Regions from separate parts of the Mus musculus genome. Here all the other regions are linked to region 4. Evidence: chromatin contacts called from public promoter capture Hi-C data. All regions are on one chromosome and are shown on one strand. Each heading gives the region's core, a stretch centred on a gene start, on an enhancer-like site or on the middle of the called end of the contact. The rest is flanking DNA. Distances are from core to core; before and after follow the strand shown.

Evidence for each region. Promoter capture Hi-C pulls out the DNA fragments that hold promoters and counts their contacts.
Region 1: a promoter capture Hi-C map of pre-B cells shows a contact between it and region 4, with 2.6 times the contacts expected there. The contact joins the promoter of Babam1 here to the promoter of Zfp869 in region 4. A contact is called at or near these places in 2 of 39 promoter capture datasets (embryonic stem cells and pre-B cells), 3 of 115 datasets of contacts at active chromatin or transcription factors (astrocytes, double positive thymocytes and pancreatic cancer cells) and 1 of 9 other capture datasets (pancreatic islet).
Region 2: a contact with region 4 is called in a promoter capture Hi-C map of pre-B cells, with 6 times the contacts expected there. The contact joins the promoter of Myo9b here to the promoter of Zfp869 in region 4. A contact is called at or near these places in 2 of 39 promoter capture datasets (hippocampal neurons and pre-B cells), 1 of 484 Hi-C or Micro-C datasets (uterus), 1 of 115 datasets of contacts at active chromatin or transcription factors (double positive thymocytes) and 1 of 9 other capture datasets (liver).
Region 3: a contact with region 4 is called in a promoter capture Hi-C map of erythroid cells, with 4 times the contacts expected there. The contact joins the promoter of Arrdc2 here to the promoter of Zfp869 in region 4. A contact is called at or near these places in 3 of 39 promoter capture datasets (erythroid cells, liver and pre-B cells).
Region 5: a contact with region 4 is called in a promoter capture Hi-C map of pre-B cells, with 2.7 times the contacts expected there. The contact joins the promoter of Rab3a here to the promoter of Zfp869 in region 4. A contact is called at or near these places in 2 of 39 promoter capture datasets (cranial neural crest and pre-B cells).

The regions. Positions count from the first base shown.
Region 1 is chr8:71,395,322-71,399,437 of GRCm38.p6, forward strand. It overlaps Babam1 (BRISC and BRCA1 A complex member 1), which reads left to right and starts at 1,534. Exons shown (of 9, transcript NM_026636.2): 1 at 1,534-1,699; 2 at 2,358-2,704; 3 at 3,071-3,129. The coding sequence starts at 2,408. Ushbp1 (USH1 protein network component harmonin binding protein 1) reads right to left here and starts at 480. Exons shown (of 13, transcript NM_181418.3): 1 at 393-480; 2 at 19-148. The coding sequence starts at 72.
Region 2 is chr8:71,270,352-71,274,555 of GRCm38.p6, forward strand. It overlaps Myo9b (myosin IXb), which reads left to right and starts at 2,363. Exons shown (of 40, transcript NM_001142322.1): 1 at 2,363-2,478. It overlaps Haus8 (4HAUS augmin-like complex, subunit 8), which reads right to left and starts at 2,239. Exons shown (of 11, transcript NM_001163042.1): 1 at 1,933-2,239. The coding sequence starts at 1,961.
Region 3 is chr8:70,837,291-70,841,266 of GRCm38.p6, forward strand. It overlaps Arrdc2 (arrestin domain containing 2), which reads right to left and starts at 2,430. Exons shown (of 8, transcript NM_027560.1): 1 at 1,838-2,430; 2 at 1,689-1,755; 3 at 1,404-1,551; 4 at 154-256; 5 at 1-76. The coding sequence starts at 2,111.
Region 4 is chr8:69,714,735-69,718,816 of GRCm38.p6, forward strand. Zfp869 (zinc finger protein 869) reads right to left here and starts at 2,168. Exons shown (of 5, transcript NM_001039965.1): 1 at 2,034-2,168. Gm51532 (a long non-coding RNA gene) reads left to right here and starts at 2,373. Exons shown (of 2, transcript XR_003947396.1): 1 at 2,373-3,019.
Region 5 is chr8:70,752,004-70,756,492 of GRCm38.p6, forward strand. Rab3a (RAB3A, member RAS oncogene family) reads left to right here and starts at 2,700. Exons shown (of 5, transcript NM_009001.7): 1 at 2,700-2,860; 2 at 3,853-4,080; 3 at 4,444-4,489. The coding sequence starts at 3,853.

The DNA of each region.
Region 1 (4,116 bases), core at 284-2,783, 1.7 Mb after region 4:
GAAGAGGGGCACACTTACAGGCAGAGGATGCCTCCCTCGACGGCTTCGGGGCCGTGTGGCCCGGGCACTCATTGCCTCTGTCACTACAGTCTGCTTTCAGTTCTTGCCTTCGTCACCTTAGAATCCTTGTTTTTTGTTTTTTTGTTTCCTGTAGGATTTTTGGGGTGTCTACTCCGATTGACACATTTAAATATTCATATACCTCTCCAATAGTGCCCACTAACTATCTACTTGTTCCTTACTCCCCCATCCCCCATCTCTACTGGGCATTCTTCTCCCCTCAGCTGTCTGAAGGCGTTTCTCTTATCTGTGCCCCACCCCCCATAGAAGCATTGGGTAGGGACCCTAAAATCCTCTTTCTTCCTACGGCTCTTAGCATCAAACTCCCTCACCCTGGGGGTTGACCCTGCTGCGCTCTTCTCTGCTTCTCCAGAGCACCTTGGGAAAGGCCTGAGATCCAGGGCATATCTCAAGCCATTCTGGCCACTGGCTACTGAGGCTGCGATAGCCAAAAGTGGCCCGGGAGGGGCTGGGAAACAGGAAGCCCCCCTACCCTGATCACATGGACAGTTATTGTTTCGTTTCCTTCTCCAGGATGCCGGCTTCCTCCAGAACGGGAGGAGGATGGAGGACCAGGACCTTTGTCCCGCTCTAAAGATATCAGTATCCCCTTACCCGAGGCCAAACCTTCCATTTTCATTTTGGATTTTTTGTGTCCCCTGTTCACCAGGACTCGCTCTAATGTGAAGGTCTTTGTGTGTGTGTGTGTGTGTGTGTGTGTGTGTGTGTGTGTGTGTGTGTGTTTCTAAAACCAAAAAAAAACCAAAACTGTAGGAGTTGGCTTCAGCATTTGCACAGCTTTTATTTTTCATTACTTTGCTTTACTCATCTTTGTCTGTGGTGGTCCTACTTGTCTCCGAGATCGAACTCAGGCCCCTCAGGATTGGTGGCAAGAGCCTGCACCTGCTCAGTAGCCCACAACGTTTCTCTTCAATGAGTCTGAACTGCTGCATCAGGCGGTTGGAGGCACTGGCAACAATAAGCTTGTCCACAGTGTGTCTGCTGCCTTCTTTACTTTTTCTTTACATTTTAGTTTTTATACAGCGTCTCATTTAGCCCAGCCTGGTCTAAACGCCCGATCTTCGTCTCCGGGTCTCTGGAGTGTTGGGATGACAGGTGTGCACCACCAGTCCTCATCAAGGTACTAGTGAATGAATGCCAACCTAAGTTACATAAGTAACTGAGAAGGCCTTTGGCAAGTCCAAGCCAAGTCCTACCCCGTCAATCATCAAACGGCCCCGCCCAGCTCAGGCTTCTGTCCTATTTCAGCAGAAGCCTTGAGAACCATAGCGTGATTAAACCGGAACTACAAATTACGCCCAATTTTGCTTCTATCCACCACAGATCACACCCACTCCCAGTATTACCCATCTTCAGCCCCATTCCAGCCACTCCAAGCCACACCCCCAGAACGCCTCAGCCTATCAGCTTCCATGTCCCGAGGGCCACTGAACTACATTTCCCAGAAGGTGTCTCGGCAGCGCCGCACAAACTTCCGGCCAGGAAGATGGCGGCTTCCTAGAGTCCTGATTGACTGGCCGCGGTGCCCAGGCTACAGAGTGGAACCTGCGGCACTGTGAACGCGCGTGAGCTTTGTGTCGCCGTGGTCTAACTTCGACCCGGATTGCTGTAGCTCCAGGTTCGTTCTTCTTGAGGACTTAGGGGTGGGGGATTCGAGGTCCCGAGATGCCACCCCTAAAACCGCGCATCCATCGCAGGGTCACTTGGGCTTCCTGTGTTTCCCTAGGGACCGGACCGGCGCCGCCTCAGGGGAAAAGTAGTTTTGGGAAACTTCAACTGTATCTTTTCGGCTCCACAAACCAAGTCTCCCAGGTGTGGGAGCCACTGGAGGCCTTAATGGGTCGAATACCCAGTGACCAGGCAACTGGGGTGTTCGTCCTGTGTAAACAGCGGAAAGCTAAGGATGAACAGCAGTTCAGTTGGAACAGTGCTTGTGGCTCAGTTGGTAAAGAGTTTGCCTAGCTTGCATGAGGCCCTGGGTATCCGTCCCTAGCACCACCTAAACTATGTGCGGCGGTGTACTCCGGCACTTGGAAGGTGAATACAGAAGTACCCGGCCATTATAAGCCGTATAGTTTTAGAGTTAGAGTGCAGCCTGGGCCACATGGAGCTGTCACAAACAAAAAAGAAAACGAAAAAACTTACTTCACCTGAGGGTGGTTTCTGGACACACTGTCTTATGGTAGCATTCTGTAGCCCTCAGAGACTCCTGTGCGTAAGGGGCTCGTGCCCATCTTCTGTCTTCCTAGTAACCATTGTCTTTACAAACTCTTAAGGCAGGATCCTGGCTTCCACTATCCCCCCTTCATCTAACCACTCGGGAACCATGGAGGTGGCAGAGGCGAACAGCCCCACGGAGGAGGAGGAAGAGGAGGAAGAAGAAGGAGAGGAGACGATATCAGAGCCCAGGCCTCACACTCGATCCAATCCAGAGGGGGCTGAGGACCGGGCCCTGGGAGCTCAAGCCAGTGTGGGCAGCCGCAGCGAGGGCGAGGGTGAGGCAGCCACTGCAGATGGCGGGGCAGCCAGTGTCCCAGGAGCCGGGCCTAAGCCCTGGCAAGTACCAGCATCAGCATCTGAGGTCCAGATTCGAACACCAAGGGTCAACTGTCCAGAGAAGGTGGTATGTGAGGGTCTTGGCTGGAGATGTAGGGGATGGAGACCCTCAGACAGGCCACTCCTCTAAATTGCTGCCTCAGTTTTCTATAGGTTCCATGAACATCACACACTTGGTAGCTTAAACGTCACTGAATTTAGATTCTTGTTTTTATTTATTTATTTATTTATTTATTTATTTATTTATTTATTTTTATTTTGTGGCACCTGGACTTCCATTTGTGCTATAGCCATTCCCCCTCCATTCTAGGCAGAGGCTCCACCCCTGAGCCCTTTTTGAGCTCTGCTGGCTAGGACCCACCCAATCTGTAATAACTGTAATGGCTGTAGTCTGGTTTGGTCCTGTACTCTCTTTCTTCTCTTTATGTTTCAGATCATCTGTCTGGATCTTTCGGAGGAGATGTCTGTGCCAAAGCTGGAGTCCTTTAATGGGTACTGTGGCATTGAGTTTGGACATAGGCAGCTCAGAATGCATAGGGTCATTCCTCCACCCAGTAGGATTCAGGTGTTCGTGACACTGACACTTCCAAGGCTGTGTCCATATGTATGACACTCTTAGGAGCCAACCCTAGCTGGCCTCAAGGTGATGGGCTAGGCCACTGTCTAGCTCGTGAAGCTTTGTGTGTACCCCTGGCAGCCTGGGGTATCAGGTGTTACATCTGGACTGGCCTTGGCTCAGGAGCCAGTGGCACACACTTGCCATTATAGCGCTGATGGAGGCAGAGATGGAGGCATCAGGAGTTCAGGGTCCACCTTTGCAATGCAGCTTGTGCTCTAGAGTGTGTTTGAGGCTAGCCTACACTACACAGTGAGTTTGAGGCTAACCTGGTGTATATTGGTGTTCTATATATGAGTGAGACATATTAGAGTGGCTCTCAGGCTGTGGTGCAGCTGGTCCTCCAATGACTGTCTGCCAGCGGAAGACCCAACAGTCCAGCAGTTGTTCAGTCCATGAGACTGGATGTCTCAGCTTCTCCTTAGCAGGCACCATAATCATGAAGAAGTAGGCTCTGATGCCAGTGAAGGAGCAAACTTGCTAAATAGAGCAGAGCAAGGGCAAGCAAGCAAAGTGTCCCTTCTCTCATGTCCTTCACCTAGGCTGCAGGCAGAGGGCCCAGGGTAAAGGTGGATTCTACCCACATCAGAGATCTGGGCTAAAAGTGCATCTTCCCACTTCAAATGATTTAATTAAGAAAAAAATCCCTCTGGGCAGTGGTGGCGCACGCCTTTAATCCCAGCACTTGGGAGGCAGAGGCAGGTGGATCTCTGAGTTCAAGGCCAGCCTGGTCTACAAAGTGAGTTTCAGGACAGCCAGGGCTACACAGAGAAACCCTGTCTCGAAAAAGAAAAAGAAAAAGAAAAAAAAAAAAATCCCTCACAGGTGTGCCCAGCCACTTGGGTTTTAGTTAATGCCAGATG
Region 2 (4,204 bases), core at 1,113-3,612, 1.6 Mb after region 4:
ATGGTGTTTGTATGAGTACAGGTGCTTCTGTGCCACTGTGTGTACCATGGTGCCTGTGTAAAGGTCAGGGACAACCTCAGCGAAGGTTCTCACCTTCTACCTTTCTTAGCCATGGCTCTGTTTGCCCTGCTAGCTCTGCCTCCTACTCCTAGAGACTGTGCTGCTTTAGCCTCCCATCTCCCTGTGGGAAGTGCTGGATTACAGACAGACACTACTGCATCCAGTCTTTATGTGGCTTCTGGGGACCTAAACTCAGGTTGTTGGGATTGTTCAGAGAGCAAATAAATCTCACTTCACAGCCCTGGCTGTGCCAGACAGCTCATAGGTTAAGAGTGTCTGCTGCTCTTACAGAGGACTTGAGTTCAGTCTCCAGCACCCAGGTGAGGTGGCTCACAACCACCTGTAACTCCAGCTCCAGGGGATCCCAACCTCTTCTGGACACACCTGCAAGTCAAAAGCAGGGCTGGGAGCTGGGGGCTTCTCCCTGCTCTGGGGGCAAATCATGGGCCTATGGGAGAACATGGGGCCCTGTAGTTCTACAAAGTGCAGGTGCATCTGTTGTCCCTCATGGTGCCCCAAAGCCTGCCCACCACTCACAGAGGCTTCAGTAACATGGCCTTGTCCTGTCCTGTGCCCACTGTGCATCCCTACTCTCTACCCCCTGCCTTTCAGGGCTGGGAGTCTCAGGTGTAGGAGGCTCCTACCATAGGCCTCTTCTCTTAGCATTTCAGCATTTTACATTTTATGTAGTTTGTAGTGCTCGTGTGCCATGATGTGCACATGGAGGGCAGAGGACAAAATGCGTAGTCAATTGTCTTAGTCAGGGTTTCTATTCCTGCACAAACATCATGACCAAGAAGCAAGTTGGGGAGGAAAGGGTTTATTCAGCTTACTCTTCCACATTGCTGTTCATCACCAAAGGAAGTCAGGACTGGAACTCAAGCAGGTCAGGAAGCAGGAACTGATGCAGAGGCCACGGAGGGATGTTCCTTACTGGCTTGCTTCCCCTGGCTTGCTCAGCCTGCTCTCTTATAGAACCCAAGACTACCATCCCAGAGATGGCACCACCCACAAGGGGACCTCCTCCCTTGACCCTAATTGAGAAAATGCCTTACAGCTGGATCTCATGGAGGCATTTCCCTAACTGAAGCTCCTTTCTCTGTGATAACTCCAGCCTGTGTCAAGTTGACACAAAACTGGCCAGTACATCAGTTATCTACTTTCACCATATGAAACCCATGGATCAAAATAAGATCATGAGGCTTGGTGGCAAGAGCCTTTGTTTCACCCACTTGACCTTCACAGAGTGTCCTTTGCTGTATACAGTCACAATAGCCCGTGACCCTCATCCTTCAGACTCTTAAGCAAACACCCATGGGTGTAGTGAGTCAGGGCTAAAGGGGAGTGCGACAAGCAACCCTAGAGCTCCTGAGGCCTAGGAAAAGGTCTGTGCTGGGACTAAAGTCGTGCTACCATGTAGGGTCACGTTTTTCCTTTAAAAAAAGGAAGGCTAGGTGGTGGTGGCACATGCCTTTGAACCCAGCACTTGGCAGGCAGATTTCTGTGAATTCAAGGCCAGACTGGTCTACAGAGCTCCGGATCAGCTACACACATACACACACACACACACACACACACACACACACACACACACACAAAACAAAAAACAAAAAACACCACTGTCTCCAAGGGGAAAAAGAGAGAATGTCCACCAAAGTCCACGCACAACCCCAATTCTGAACTGCATCTGGGACCCCAGCTCCCCAGCACGCACCGAAGCGGCTCAGAGCCTGGGCTTCTGGTCTGGGAGAGATTCGGGCATTGGCTCATAAGATCCCAGTTCTCCAGCTCCGCTGCCTGTGAGCCCAGGATCTGGTCTTTGGCCAACCCACAGGAGCCCCTAAATTCCGCCCTTCTGAGATCCCAACTCACCCTGCGTCCCGTTCTGAGGAATCCGCCATTCTCCCGCCTTCCACTCAAAGGCAAGCGTCTCAGGGTCCCGCCCGCTAGGAGGCAGGGAGTAGTGCTGGAAGCCGGAGGGTGCTCTCTTCACGCGAGCCGCGGGGCGGGCTCCAAGCTTGCTACAGTTCGTTCAGCCTGGCCAAGAGCGCCGAAAAAGGGCGTGGCTCCAAGGTGTCCCTCAGACGTGTGGGCTTCCGGCACCAACCTGAGCGGGCTAAAATACTGCTGGGGAGGGGCGTGACTATCATAGCGCCCGCCCCTCTCAGCTGTGGAACACTTAGCATCTGGAATGCACCAACCGCAGAGGGCGTTCGCTGCGCGCCTTTAGATGGGGCGGGACCTCGAGTCGCCCCGCCTCTCCGACGAGTTGGCGCCCGCCCACTCAGCGCCTCCGGAACCCGGAAGTGAAATCGCACGGTGCAGCGGCGGGCGAGGCTGGTCGCTTCGGGGCGGGGCGGCCGGGAGCAGCGGGCAGGCTGGCCGGGGACCGGTGGCGCGCAGCGGCCCGAGGTCCAGGTAAGTTCTCGCGGCGGCCGTGAGTGGAGACCCGAGCCGGGGTTGTGCACCGGGTTGCTCCTGAAGTCGTGGGACGTGAGGGCAGGATGCGGCCTGGGGGACGCGTGGACGCTGAGGGGGTTGAGACTGGCGGGCTTACCGCGTCTTTCAGCGGCGGCTGAGGAGAGGACGTGGCTAAGGTGGCATCTGGGGGGATCTCAGGAAACGGGGGAGGCCAGGAAGGCGGAGCCGAGGGGCCGTGCTAGGGAAAGGGACTTCTGCACTCGCGGTCTGAGCCCTAGGGTGTCAGAGAGGCGCCGGGCTCTCAGAGAATGGGAAACGGTCTGTGGCAACCCACTGTTGGGGCTGGAACGTCTAAAAGAGTGGGCCTGGAAAGACACGCAAAAACAGTTCCTCAGAGGGCCGGAGGAGTGGAGAGGAGGAGGAAAGGGAGATGACGGGGTGCAGCCTCTGGAGACTCGCCCCCGCCTTCCCCTCTTGATTCATCTTCTTCCTGACTTCACTCCCGGACAGCTGGGTGATCCGCCAGGGCGAGTCCCAGCGCCCTCTGGGTTCTCTCTCTGCTTTGATAGGCACATCACTTTCTGCTCAAGAAAAGAGTAGCTGGACTCTAGAGGAGGTTGCGGGGTGGGGGTGGGGTTCTGACACCCGAACTGCGTTTCAGAAGAAAGGGAGCCGGTAGGGTGGAAGCCACTCTCTCAAGAGAGTCACATCCTTGGACTTAAACGTTTTTTTGTTTTTTGTTTTTTGTTTTTAAATGACTTACAGGAAATGTATACCTCAGCGGTGGCAGAGATCTCAGCCCCGTGGAGTCACAGCTGCCAACAAACCCTCCCTTCTTTTTCTAGGGACCCTAACTCCCAAGGCTTTATAGGGGAGTCCTTTTGTGCCTCTTTGGCTCATTTTCCAGCACTTTAAGACATCCACCTAGCAGCCCCTCAGGTTGTATCTCCTTACCTTGTTGGGTATTGTCTAGTCTTTGAGACTTCAGTATCTTAAGGTGTCAAGGAATGGCTGGAGGTGGCATGAGCAACTATAAAGTTATTGTCACCGGCCTCTCTGCTCCTACAAGGCCTTGGAGCTGCCTGGTTTTGATTGGCATCACTTTCTCCCCCCCCCCCCTTACCAGTATTCCCTGTCTGCTGTGTGCTTGCTGAAAGGAGGCCAGGTTTAGAGCTCCATTTGGTACAGGAATCTGGATATAAAGGAAGCCTTAGAGACATGACTGCCCCATTCACTTCAAGAATGTTCTGGAAGAAATCTTTCAACTTAGCTTGCCCAAGGGCACACGGTGCAAGTCATGCCCCTTGGAATATCGAAGACTTTTTGGTCCTGAGACCCCAGGAAGGACATGAACTTTCCTATGCATGACACACTTTTTCTCCTGCTTACTTGGAGCTGTGACTCAGTGGAGGTCTCCTGGAAGAAGCAAGCGCCTTGTTTGGGGTCTGGCCTGGGGCAAGACTCTGCCTATTTCTCCTTTGGATTGGCCTGTGTCAGCCTTTTTCCAGAGCTAACCCCACTTATTAACTTTCATGTTTCTGGTACACACCCTTTGGTTTTATGCAGCTCCAACTTTCTGTCTCTTGCCCTGCAAATGCTGGGGACGGAACTTAGAACCTTGTGCTTGCTTACTGGGTAAGTGTTCCACCATAGAGCCACACCTCCAGTCAGGTGTCCAGGATGCTACCTGCATGAAGCACAATGCTCTGGCTTTGACCTCCTA
Region 3 (3,976 bases), core at 1,180-3,679, 1.1 Mb after region 4:
TGTACTAGGGCAGCACGGGGCTGCACAGCTCGCGTGGAACCATTGTCAATCTCCGCAAAGATAGGGATGACCTCGCCTACAGCAGACAGCAGCTTGCCTCAGTTTCCCCACTACCGATTACCCATTCCAGCTGCACACAGCTCCCCATGTTACCTGGAGTGTAGCCTTTGCGGTCAATCTTGGCCGAGAGGGACACGAGGCCACGTGTGCAGTACCAGGATCGTGCCACCTTCTCCCGGGCTCCAGCCTGGGGTTCCTAGGGAGACACCAAGTGCATTTTGAGCACTGGGCACACCAAGGGTCATTTTGAGCACTGGGCACTTGGAGACCTGAGTCTTATAGAAAGACTGAGACAAGCGGGCTGTTTTAAGTTTTGACCAGATACCCCCAAATAACATAACCCTGTCTCTTTTTATGTTTGTTTGTTTGCTTGTTTGTTTTCGAGACAGGGTTTCTCTGTGTAGCCCTGGCTGTCTTAGAACTCACTTTGTAGACCAGGCTGGCCTTGAACTCAGAAATCCACCTGCCTCTGCCTTAAAGGCGTGCATCACCACTGCCTGGCCAACCCTATCTTAGGAAGCCAAAAGTTGAATAAAAATTAAAAATAAGCCAGGCGTGGTGGCGCACGCCTTTAATCCCAGCACTTGGGAGGCAGAGGCAGGCAGATTTCTAAGTTCAAGGCCATCCTGGTCTACAGAGTGAGTTCCAGGACAGCCGGGGCTACACAGAGAAACCCTGTCTTGAAAAAAACAAAATAAGTAAATAAATAATAAAAACAAGACTAGATGTGGTGGCACCTATCTTTAGTCCCAGCAGGTATATTTCTATGGGCTTAGTTAGGGCCAGCCTGGTCTACTCAGTGAATCTCAGACCAGCCAGGATTACACAGAGAGAGACCTTTCTAAAATTAAAAAAAAAAAAAAAAGTCGGGCAGTGGTGGCACATGCCTTTAATTCCAGCACTTGGTAGGCAGAGGCAGGCAGATTTCTGAGTTCGAGGCCAGCCTTATCTACAAAGTGAGTTCCAGGACATCCAGGGCTATACAGAGAAACCCTGTTTCAAAAAAACCAAAACAAAACAAAACAAAAAACAAAAACAAACAAGAAAAGAAAAAGAAATAAAGCAAAACCCAAAACCAGTAAAGACAAAAGCAAACACAAAAACAAAAATAGCCCTATCATATCCTGCTTTCCAAATGGGGTATCTGAGGCTGGGAAAGAGCAAGATACCTTCCCAGAGGCACACAGCAGGTGAGCACCCTCAGAATTTGCACTTACCTATAGTGGGTTTTAAACTCACCACTAACTCCTGGCTCCCTGTTACAGAGGTCATTTGAGACCCTCAAATCTAAAAGGTGTCAAGCAGCCAGGCTGGACCCCAACCCCCATGGGGCAGCCACTTGCCAGCAGGGCAGGTGTGTTTATGTCCACAGGTTCAATGACAGTGAACACCTTCCGGGCGCAGCGTGCAGGGACCCATGGCCGGTGCAGAGTGGCTTTGATGGAATAGCGGACGCTGCCGTGTTTGCCCTCGAAGGATGTCACCAGGGAGCTGGGGTGGCAAGAGTGGGTAATCAGAGGATCACTATCAGGAGATAGTGGGGTGAAGGGCATACAAGAGGGATGTCCCGAGAAGTCAGGGCTGAGGGAACCCTAGATGCCCAGCCAGAAGGCGACAGTGGGGCTTACATAGGCAGCTGGAAGCTGAAGGGAAACTCGTGGCGTCCAGCGGGAAGCGTGGCGATATCCCCCGAGTCTAGGAACAAGACCCGGGGCTCAGCGGACGTAGGCCTGGGAATCGCATGCTCGGTGCGCCCCAAAAGGTCCCCAGCCCGTACCTGGCGCGAGCAGCGTGGCGCGGTGGTTCACGACTTCCACGCGCTCGCTGTAACTCTGAGTATAAGCAGTGCTGGAGCCCGCGCTGCGCGACTCCGTCCAGTGCGCGCGCGCGCGGCCCCGAGCGCGCAGCCTGAGCGCGCCCACGCGTGCCGCGCCCGCAAGCTCCAACAGTACCCGGCCTGCCACGGCCTGGCCTCCGTGGAACACGGGCTCGGTGCCCGTGCGCGCCCCGTCTATCTCTACTACGAACGCCTTCACCTTATCGAACAGCATTGCGGTGACGGTCGCGAACCCAAAAAAGAGATCGGCCAGGTGCTCGAACCCGCGAAAAGAAAGAGCTAGAGACTGCGAACGCAGCGGGCTCGAACTACGTACACACACAAGCGGGACAACAGGACGGAAGACCGCTGGGGACCCGCAGCTGCGTCGCACTTATAGGACGGTTGGAGGGCGGGGCCTGAGGAGAAGACCGCACCTACCGGAAGAGACTCCGCAAACACAGCAGTAGGGAACGGGACCCCAGAAAAGACTAGGCCAATAGCGCGGCGAAGGAATGGCCTGAGGAGAAAGCCACACCTTCAGGAGAAGACTCCACCAATAGCGCGCTGAGGAGGCGGGGCCTGAAAAAGCCTGGTTCTGCTGAGAGAATTAGGCCAAAGGCTCCACGAGGGCGGTGGCCTGATAGAAAGCTCCCCCCCCTACAAGGGACCAGGCCAATAGCGTGTGAAGGGCGTGGTCTGAGGGGGCAAAATCAGCTCCTGCGAGAAAGTCAGTAGCATCGAGGGGCGGGGCGGGGCGGGGCGTTAGAGAAAGCCTCGCCTACCGGAAAGAACTTCACCAATAGCGCGGTGGGGCGTGGCCTCACGAGGCTCCAGACAAAATAACCCTTGCTTGGTTCTGAACCGGAGCCTAAGTGGGAGGTGCTGCAGCGCGGCTCTGCCGCCTTAGGTCTCGCAAATACACAAACAAGGAAGCCCAGGAATAGGGAAACTGGTCTTAGTCACCCAGCGTGACAACTGTCACTATTTTTTTTTTCTGTTGCTTTTTGAGACGGGTTCTCATGTAGCCCAAACTTACCTGGGACTTGAGACAGTCCCCCTGCTTCTGTTTACAAGATTGGCCAGTAGTTTTGTGTTCCCTTGGCTAGTCTGGAACTCACTGTGTAGACCAGGCTGGCCTTGAACTCATAGAGGCGAGGTTGCCACTGCTTCCCGAGTGCTGGAATTAAAGCTCAAATCGGATTTCTGAACCCGAAAGCTTTATTTTCTTCTGAGGCCAAGTCTCACATAGCCTCCAATGCATCTCGTACTCTAACCAAGCCCGATGTTGAATTTGCCATCCTCCACCAGTCTTCCAGAGCTGACTTGATAGGCGTTTGCCTTAGTACCTGACTGTTTCTTAAACTTAAAAAAAAAAAGATTTATTTATTTGTATATGTATATGAGTACACTGTAGCTGTCTTCAGACACACCAGAAGAGAGCCATTACAGATGGCTGTGAGCCACTGTGTGGTTCCTGGGAATTGAACTCAGGATCTCTGGAAGAGCAGTCTGTGCTCTTAGCCACTGAGCCATCTCTCCTGCCCGGCCTGGCTTTTTCTTATGTTTTCAGACAGGATCTCACACTGTAACCCAGGCTGCCCGGGAACTCAAGGCAATGGAACTCCGGTGTCAGCCTCTTAGATGCTGGGTTCGCAGGTGTGTCCACTAGGCCAGAACCTCCCAGCTTAATCATCAACTCGCTGCCGCCTGCAGACCTATCTGGGGCACCTTTTTTCAGGCCCATTGTTTCCGGCGATGCGAATTGGTGGGGACAGGGAAGTGTTGGTCCTTTCCCCCCCCCCCCGCATTGGGCACCCCCATTCAACCTAAAGGACCCTGGCAAGGGACAAGGAGGATGTGCCTCAATTTCCACTTCCATAAGGCCTAGGGGAACTTAGTCCCTCAGATCCAGAAAGGGATTGCCGTGCATAGGCAGCAAATCCAGGAGACTCTGATATTTTGAGTCAAGGGCTGCAGTGTACCTGGGGATAGGGAGACCCTTCTGGAATGTAACAGGAAGAATTGCTCCTGCAGGGAAACCTGCCCGGCATTTGTAGACACGGGCACCCCCTGGTGGACATGGGATGTACTGCGGCT
Region 4 (4,082 bases), core at 918-3,417:
GAAAACATGGATATTTCACAGGGAACTGTAAGCAGGAGAGGACAAAGAGGGAAATCAGAGGGCAGGACATTACAGTAGTCTTTATACATGTATGAAATTGTTAAAGGGAAAAAGAACATCAGATAGGTGTCACGGTGCATGCCTCTTACATGAAATTATATGTGAAATTCCAGCACTTGGAAATAGAGGCAAAAGAACCAGGAGTTCAAGGTCATTCTTGCCTACACAATTTCTATCTCAAAAGCACATGCTAATTTAAAGAAAAGTCAGGCTAAAGAGGTGGTATGGTTCAATGGTTAAGAACACAGATGCTGGTCTGGAGAGATGGCTCAGCGGTTAAGAGCACTGACTGCTCTTCCAGAGGTCCTGAGTTCAAATCCCAACAACTACATGGTGGCTCACAGTCATCTATAATGGGATCTGATACACCTCTACTGGTGTGTTTAAAGACAGTGTACTATATACATAAAATAAAAAAATAAATAAATCATAAAAAAAAGAACACAGATGCTATTTCAGAGGTCCAATTCCCAGAGTACACATGACAGCTTACACCCATATGTAACTACAGCTACAGGAGATCTGATGTCCTCTGCTAGCTTCCGCAGGCACTAGGCATACAAGCGGTGCAAACGAAACACCATACATAGGATACAAAAGGATGCATCTCCCTCCCCTGGCCTCAGAAAGGGATGGACACCAAGCACTAGGATGGCACGGCCTGAAACCAGCCTATCATCTGATACCTGTGTGAGCCAAGGATCTAGTCAGGGACGCAGCTTCAATTCAACTGAGTCCCTGTCAGTTCACCAGGACCAGTCAGTCTGCCTTTCATATCATATAGACCACTACAGCCACTTTCAAACCTGACATCCTCGGGCTTCATTCAAAGCTCTCCCCCTGTGGCTCACTAGTCGTGTGTTCTAACTTCTCTCATCAACTGAAACACTGCTTGCATTTCTCTTCGCCAACTTCTGGGACCCTCTGAACTCTGCTGCAGCCTCTTTAACTTATGCTGGTTGTGTAAACAGCATATGTGGATATAATTATATATTTACCGTGTGATATGAAAAAATATTAATAATTAGGATTTGGAAAAATTGAACCTTGGATAGAATATCTTGGAAATATAAAATATCTTGGAAAAATAGCCTTGGCCAGATTACCACCAGAGGCGTGACACCTTTTTACTTTCTATTCAGTAAATTATGAAATTGTGGAAATACACAAACATATTTGTCTGTTTCTGATATAACATCCTCATGACCAGAAGACACAATCAGAAAAATGTCAGTTCCCAGGTTCAATTACAGATTTAAGATAATTCCCACAAAATGCTAAAAAGTTCTTATCAGGTACATAAAAGACATTGCTGAATTTTATATGTAAAATACTTTTAAAAAAACACACAAAATGGTTAGCACAATGTAGACGAACCCACAACACACTCGTAACATTTCCAATCAAATACACAAGACAACACACTGTTTAGGAAGAATAAACAGATCCACAAAAAAAAATTTTTTTTTAAATTAGGAGACAAGCTGACCTTTGATAAAGTAGTACAATCTTTTCTAGAACTGTTTCTGGGACACCATCCGAAAGAAACTCTTGGACAAAGACTCGGAGAATTTCACAAAATTAACTCACACTTGATGCTAGACCTACGAAGCCCACAACGTCTAGACCACAGCGCAGAGAACACAGCAGTCATAAGTGCGACACCAAAAGCACAAACAGGGCGCCAGCACTGGGCGGTGACGTCACCAACCCGGAAGCTACCCCCTGATTAGGAGGAGTCTTCCGCTCCCCGCGCTCTGCGCAGACATGGCTGGAAAAGCGGAAGTGATTAGAGTCCTCCGAGACAAGCACTGGCCAGTGACGGGGCCCACGTCGCCCAGTGGAACGCACAGGGTGTCCGCTCGGCCGGCCGGTCCCACCGCTCCCCCAACCCCGGGAAGGACCTATCACCCCGGCTCACGCGGCTCAGCCGACCGCTCCTCCCCATCCGGGGACAGCGGCCCCGCGCTCACCATGGCGCGGTTGCTGAGCTCGCCTGCGCTCCCCCTACAGCTCCCGGCAGCGGCGATCACACCGCAGCTCACGGGACCACGCGATGCCTGCTTAAGAACAGAATCTGCAGCATGGCGGCGGATAGGACCCACCTCTCGTCTCGTCTGGTGTTCTTGATTGGACATCTTGCCCCGAAGCTTTGATTGGCTAGAGCTGCACCACAAGTCTGATTGACAGGAGTTCCCTAGATGCAGCTGCGTGGATGACTCAATTCCATTGCTCTAATTGGCTAGCATGCCCTGAATGATGAAGCAGTTCCTTTAGGCGCTCTTGAGTGAGTGGCCTGGCCTGAAGGTTCTGATTGGCTAGCACTGCCCTACGAGGGCCTGAGTGACAGGAACAGCTTCGCTTGGTCCTTGTGAATGAATGTCCTGCCCTCAGGGCCCTGATTGGCTAGTGAAATCTGAATGACAGCTCCCATAAGTGGATGAACTGAAATTAAAAGACGTGGACCACACAGACCTTCCCAACTCTGGCTTTCACCCAAGTTCATGCAAGTCTGCTTCAAGACGATCTGATTGAAGCAGGACTTCCTTGTGCATCCCAGAACTTTCACAGCTTGTCTTCTTGCACTCAGTAGGTACTTAAGGTTCTTCCTCTTGGAAGCCTTGTTTTTGTGCACAGTCTATTACATACACTCCCCAAGGCAGTGATCACTTTGCCTCACAACTAGACCAGGGCCCAACCCAACCCCTATCACATCGAAACAAGACTTGATGTCCTCCGGGTTTCAGGAATTTCAGCAAGTCACGCCAAAGATTGCTCAATTATAACAAGTTGCACCTTTTCTTTTTAAGCAGAGAAGCGAACCCATTCCAAGACCAAGGTGGTGTTGCTTTTCCTGCAATCCCAACAAAGGAGGTGGAAGCCAAAGAACCAGGAATTCGGGATATACTTCCTGAAAAACTTCCAGTATCAATCACAGACTACTCCAGGTCAACAGAAGGTATTGAAAGACTCCGAGAGGAGCCCCTCGCTCAGGCCTCAGGACAATAGCGGACACCCAAGAACTCACGACAGACCGAGCTTGTTGCAAACCACATGAGGCTTTATTCGGGGAAAGCCAGAGCTCTGGGGACGACTCATATCCCACGCAGGGGTAGAGGAGTTGTCCTCGAGGGGAAAGAGGTCCCAGTTTTTATAGGCCCTCAGGGGGGAAAGGAGAAGGGGGAGATTAGGGGATTTCCAGATCTAAACAATGTCTATTCTCAAGAAATGGGTATGGGAGGGGTACAAGGAAAGAGTCTAATGAAGGTGCAGCAATGGGCACACACCTGGTCAGAACTTTGGCAGACACACAGGTTCAAGAAGTGGCCAGAGCATTGTGCACCTCTATTTTTCTAAATCAGTGAAGCTAGTTCTGCTAACACTGACGTCTATCTTGCCAATTTCAGGGCTTCTGTGTCCTTTTACATTCTGCCAGGATCTTTCAGTATTTGAAGGAGCCTTACACATTGAAGATGCCTGTATCCACGAGGCCACAGAAATGACCAAACCACACTAGAATAGTGAAGGAAGACAGGAGATAGCTAATTTTTAAATAAGCAGATAGCTAAGGAGAGTGGCTCTGGATCAAATCAAACTGATTAGGAGTTCATCCACTTGGGATCCAAGGATTTACTCCAGATTCTTGCCCAAGAGAAGCTGCCTCATGGTCCATCCATTTGCCTAGGAATTTCATAAGTTCATTCTTTTTTAATAGCTGAGTAGTACTCCATTGTGTAAATGCACCTACACGGCTAACTTCACACATATACCACACATGCACACATGCACGTTCACTAGCCCCATTCCACTGAGGGTCACTCACAACCCACCTGGTAGGCTTGACTGAGCTAACTCCCTCTTGCCCTCTGTGCTGTAGGCCACTACTAACAAGGCCAGGTAGGATCTGAGAGCCTTCTTCATAGAAACTTCAAAGATTTTATTCTTTAATATCATTTAATATGAACCAATCAGCTAAATGTATGCTGGCTGGTCCATTTCTAGAAGGATAAATGCACTCTTGC
Region 5 (4,489 bases), core at 1,450-3,949, 1.0 Mb after region 4:
CTTCTATCTCCAAGCCTCCAGATTAGGGTCACTGGTGAGCCTTCCAATTCTGGATTGTAGTTCATTCCAGATATAGTCAAGTTGACAACCAGGAATAGCCGCGACACCTACTCATTCTCTTGTGTGGAAACTGAGTCATAACTAGTCCCTCAGAGCTTATATACTAAGAGTGGGCACTGGTGCCCCCTGGCGGTATGACTGATTCCCTGTTTGTTTTCCAAACAGTTCTTTGGCCGTTTTGAGACAAGGTCTCATGGTCTCAAGTTCTAATGTCAGACTTGTTTGCCGCAGAGGATGACACTAACGTTATTTTCTTGCCTCCACCATTCGAGTGCTTGGCTGGGGTAACAGGCATGTGCCATGGGGGGGGGGGGGTCCCTCTCTTTCCCTTTTCCTTTTTCCCTCTGAGCCTGTAACTCTGCACCTGACCAAGGCCTCCAAGGAGCCAGAGTGGCAGGCGACTTCCTCTGTAAATATTATGACTCGGGCTATTCATCCCCAGGAGGCACAAAAGGCCATCTGGGGTCACACACTGGAACATTTCCTTCTTCCTTCCAGATGTCTTAAGAGGCGACCCTTAGAGATTTCTTGTTAAACAAAGTCATGTGTGTTCACTGTGGGAGAATTTGGAAGTCACACAAACCTGATGACGTGAGTTCCATTCCTAGGACTTGTGCTGGAAGGAAAGAACTGACTTCCTAGGTTGTCCTGTGACACTCCCCTCTTTCCAACACAAATAAATGAATATAACTTAGAAAGATTTGAGGAACAGCTTCCCTCTGTCCCTTCTTCTGCCTGTGCTCTTGTTTGCCCAGGCCTTTAACACACTTGCTTCATTCTTCCAGACAGCTGTGCTGTCCTCTCTGGGGAGCCTCAAACTCAGAAATTCCCAAGTGCTGTGTAATTAAAGGTTTCTGTTACCATGCCAGCAGTTTCCCCGCACACGTTTATAGTATGAAACAGGGTCTCACTTTGTGATCCAGGATGATAAAGAACTCAACAACCCTCCTGCCTCAGCTTTCCAAGTGTTCCGATGAAGCCTTGCCACCTACTGAGCTACCAGCACAGTTCTCCTGGAGCCCTTGCTTGGTGGTGGAAGCAAATGGGTTCCTCCCCTAACCTTATCCCTTCGGAATAAATCCAAATCAGGCTCCAGTGTCCCAGGCTCCTCCTGCACCCTTTCTGTCCTCAAACCCGGTCCCGGTCCCCACAGTAGCCTCCGCGTGGGCCCGGAGCTCGCTAAGTAACAAACTGATGGTCACTTTGTGTCTCTGCATGAAGTGCAGGGGAAGCAGGAAATAAGCTTCCTCCAGCGGCCCCGGATTGGGCGGGGCTCCAGGCTCCTCGCGGGGGTGGACGAGCATCCAGGCGACAAGTTATTCTGGTCCATTGGCGCCTCCGCAGCTGGCGGGGAGGTCTATAAACAGGGCCAGGACACGTTCCCAGTTCTGCTTCCTGTGGGAATGGAAGCGATGGGGACCCTGCCCGGCCGCACGGAGAGGAAGAATAGGATAGACCCCAGATTCCCACCTTGACAGGCAGATTTGCAGGAATGAGTCGTGTGTATCATAGCGGCTTGGAAGTCTGCATTTCTGCGCCCACCTTCCTGAGACACAGGGTTACCCGGGTCCCAGTGTCCATATCGTAAAGGGCGTTGGGCAGCTACTCTTGAATCTTCTCTGCTTCCTTGGTCTTTCATTACAATTTTGGAAGACTTATGGGTCAGGATACTTCTGAGCCCTAAGTGCGCAAGGAAGCAAGGGGTTCTCTGGGGACTCATCAGACCCTTTTCTCTTTGCACAGACCGGATTTTCTCCTTTATTTCTTTGAGGCAGGGTTTTATGTGGATCAAGCTGACTTTAAGACACTATGTAACTGAGGATCACCTTGGACTTCTGCTTCTCCCCTCCTTCCCTTCTCCTCCCAGTGCAGAGAACAGGAGCCTGGATCAACCCAGGTCTTTGTGATGCAGGTTCCCCACCAAACTGAGAATTATCCTCAGCCCATCAAAAAACAGTTCTTTCTTTCTTTCTTTTTTTAAAAATTATTTATTTATTTGCTTGTTTATTTTGTTTTTTGAGACAAAGTTTCTCTTCATAGTCCTGCTGTCCTGGAACTCACGTTGTAGACCAGGCTGGCCTCGAACTCACAGAGATCTGCCTCCATCTCCCTTCTGAGTGCTGGGACTAAAAATTCTGTGTGGTCTTTAATGAGTTTTTTGAGCCCTAAAATGTAATCAAGATGTATGCCTGCCAATCCAACACTTGTGAGGTGCAGGCGGGAGGATCAAGAGTTCAAGATCAGCCTCTGCTACTTGGCAAGTTCGAGACCAGCTTGTTACTTGAGACCATTTCTCAAAACAAAACCTAAACTCCTGAGTGCTTCACGTCTCAAAAGCAAGGACTTCTAACCACAAGTTTCCAACCAGAGCTAGGTCCTGGCCTCAGCCTCTCCGCCCTTCAAACACCTAGCAGTCACCATTGGGCCTCTAAAGACGTAGGAATCGCTGATTTGATATTCGGTCCGTCGCTCGAGAGCATCAGCCAATGGAAACTTCATGCCTCCCTAGAGCCCCGTCTTCCAGTGGCTTACCAGGCCCTGCCCCTCTTCTGCCGGCGCAGGCCAGTGTGGTCCCGCGGCTGTCGATGCAGTCCCTCCCCTAACGTCACAGCTTCGTTTGCATAGAAAGCCCCGCCCCTGGCTTTGCAGGACGTCAGCTAGGACTGCAGGGGCCTGAGCCTCCTCCGCTGCCGCCTGCAGCCCCCGCCGCCGCCTGCATCCCCCGCATCCTCTTCTGGGGCCCGGTCGCCAGCGCAGTCGCCACGGTCGCCGTCGCCAGCGTTGTCTCAGCTTAGAGAGGGTAAGGGTGAGCGCAACCCAGGTCCACACACTGAGGAGCCCGCGTTTCACTGACAGCTGGGGGATCAAGGGGAGCGCAACTCGGGTGTAGTGGCTATGGGTCTCGCATTTGGCATTCTTGGTCCCGCATCCCGCACCCCTCGCCCTTAACCTGGCACCTGGGGCCCGGGCTCTGCGACAGAGGGGGAGGGGAAAGCCAGGCCTTGCGGGAGGCTTGTGCGTGCTCGTGCTCGTGGGGTGAACACGCGTGTGCGCGCCCGCTGGGCATGGAGAGGCTCGAGTGACCGCAGGACGCGCAGCGTGCACACTTGTGATACGTTGTGCGTGCATGGTCCGCGTGCGCGGTGCGCGTGGATCTTAGTTCAAGTATGTGCTCACACGCGTGTGGAGCCATGCGCGTGTGTGGTGTGTCCTCCCGGATGGCCAGGTACAGTCGTGCATTGGTGCAGGGAGCTGTGCTCACACATGGGCTTGCACACACCATACATGTCTGCTTGTTTCGCCTGTTAGCACCACTCTTGCATGCAGGGCAGGTGTTTGGGTCTGCCTGCCCTAGATGCTTCATTGTGCTTGTGTGTGTGTGTGTGTGTGTATGCGTGCGCGCTCTTGTGCTCGCGATTTTGTGTGTGTGAGCCTACGTTCATCCTGTCTTCGTCACGTGATGTGGCTATCTCAGGGCCCCAGTTCTTGCAGGAGAAAAATAAGGATGAGCGAGAACTGGGGATCCTCCTGTATTCATGTTCCGGTGTGGGTCTCTGTGAGAGACTGATGGGAAGGCAGAGGAGGCTCAGTCTTCCCTCAGGGTACAGGGGAATCTGAGGTTCACAGCCTGCTTAAAACCTTGGTGCTGTCAAGGTCACAGCTCTGCCTTATGTTGGTTGGGGGGGTTGAGCATGTGACATTGGGGGGTATCCTCACCTACCCCTGTGCCGTGCCCACCCTGTGCGTGGTCCTGATGCTCCCCTCAGGCCCTCTGTGCCACGCCTCCCGCAGATGGCTTCCGCCACAGACTCTCGCTATGGGCAGAAGGAGTCCTCAGACCAGAACTTCGACTATATGTTCAAGATCCTGATCATTGGGAACAGCAGCGTGGGCAAAACCTCGTTCCTCTTCCGCTACGCAGATGACTCCTTCACTCCAGCCTTTGTCAGCACCGTTGGCATAGACTTCAAGGTCAAAACCATCTACCGCAACGACAAGAGGATCAAGCTGCAGATCTGGGTGTGTAGGGCTGGAGGGGAGATGTCTTCCTGCCAACCCCCACAAAAGGAAGCTGAGGCTAGCCATCGGCTGGCGCTGGGATTTAAGGCCTGCATCTCCATCCCAGTATGAGCTTCCCGTTTTCCTAAGTCCCGAGCATCCCCACTCATCTTCTAGCATAGTGTGGCACAGGGCATTCAGGCAGCACCCAGTACATGTTTGTTGAGTGACTAAGTGGCCTTGCAGTGACCCATTTGGGTCACTGTCTGCTTTTCCTGACCCACTGTCCCCGGGCCTCAAAGTGGTTGCTGGACAACCTTGGAGCACGTTTTTCTCTCGGGGGCTGCTGCGAGGTCCCTTCTGACCTATCCCTCTTTTCCCCAGGACACAGCAGGGCAAGAGCGGTACCGCACCATCACCACAGCCTATT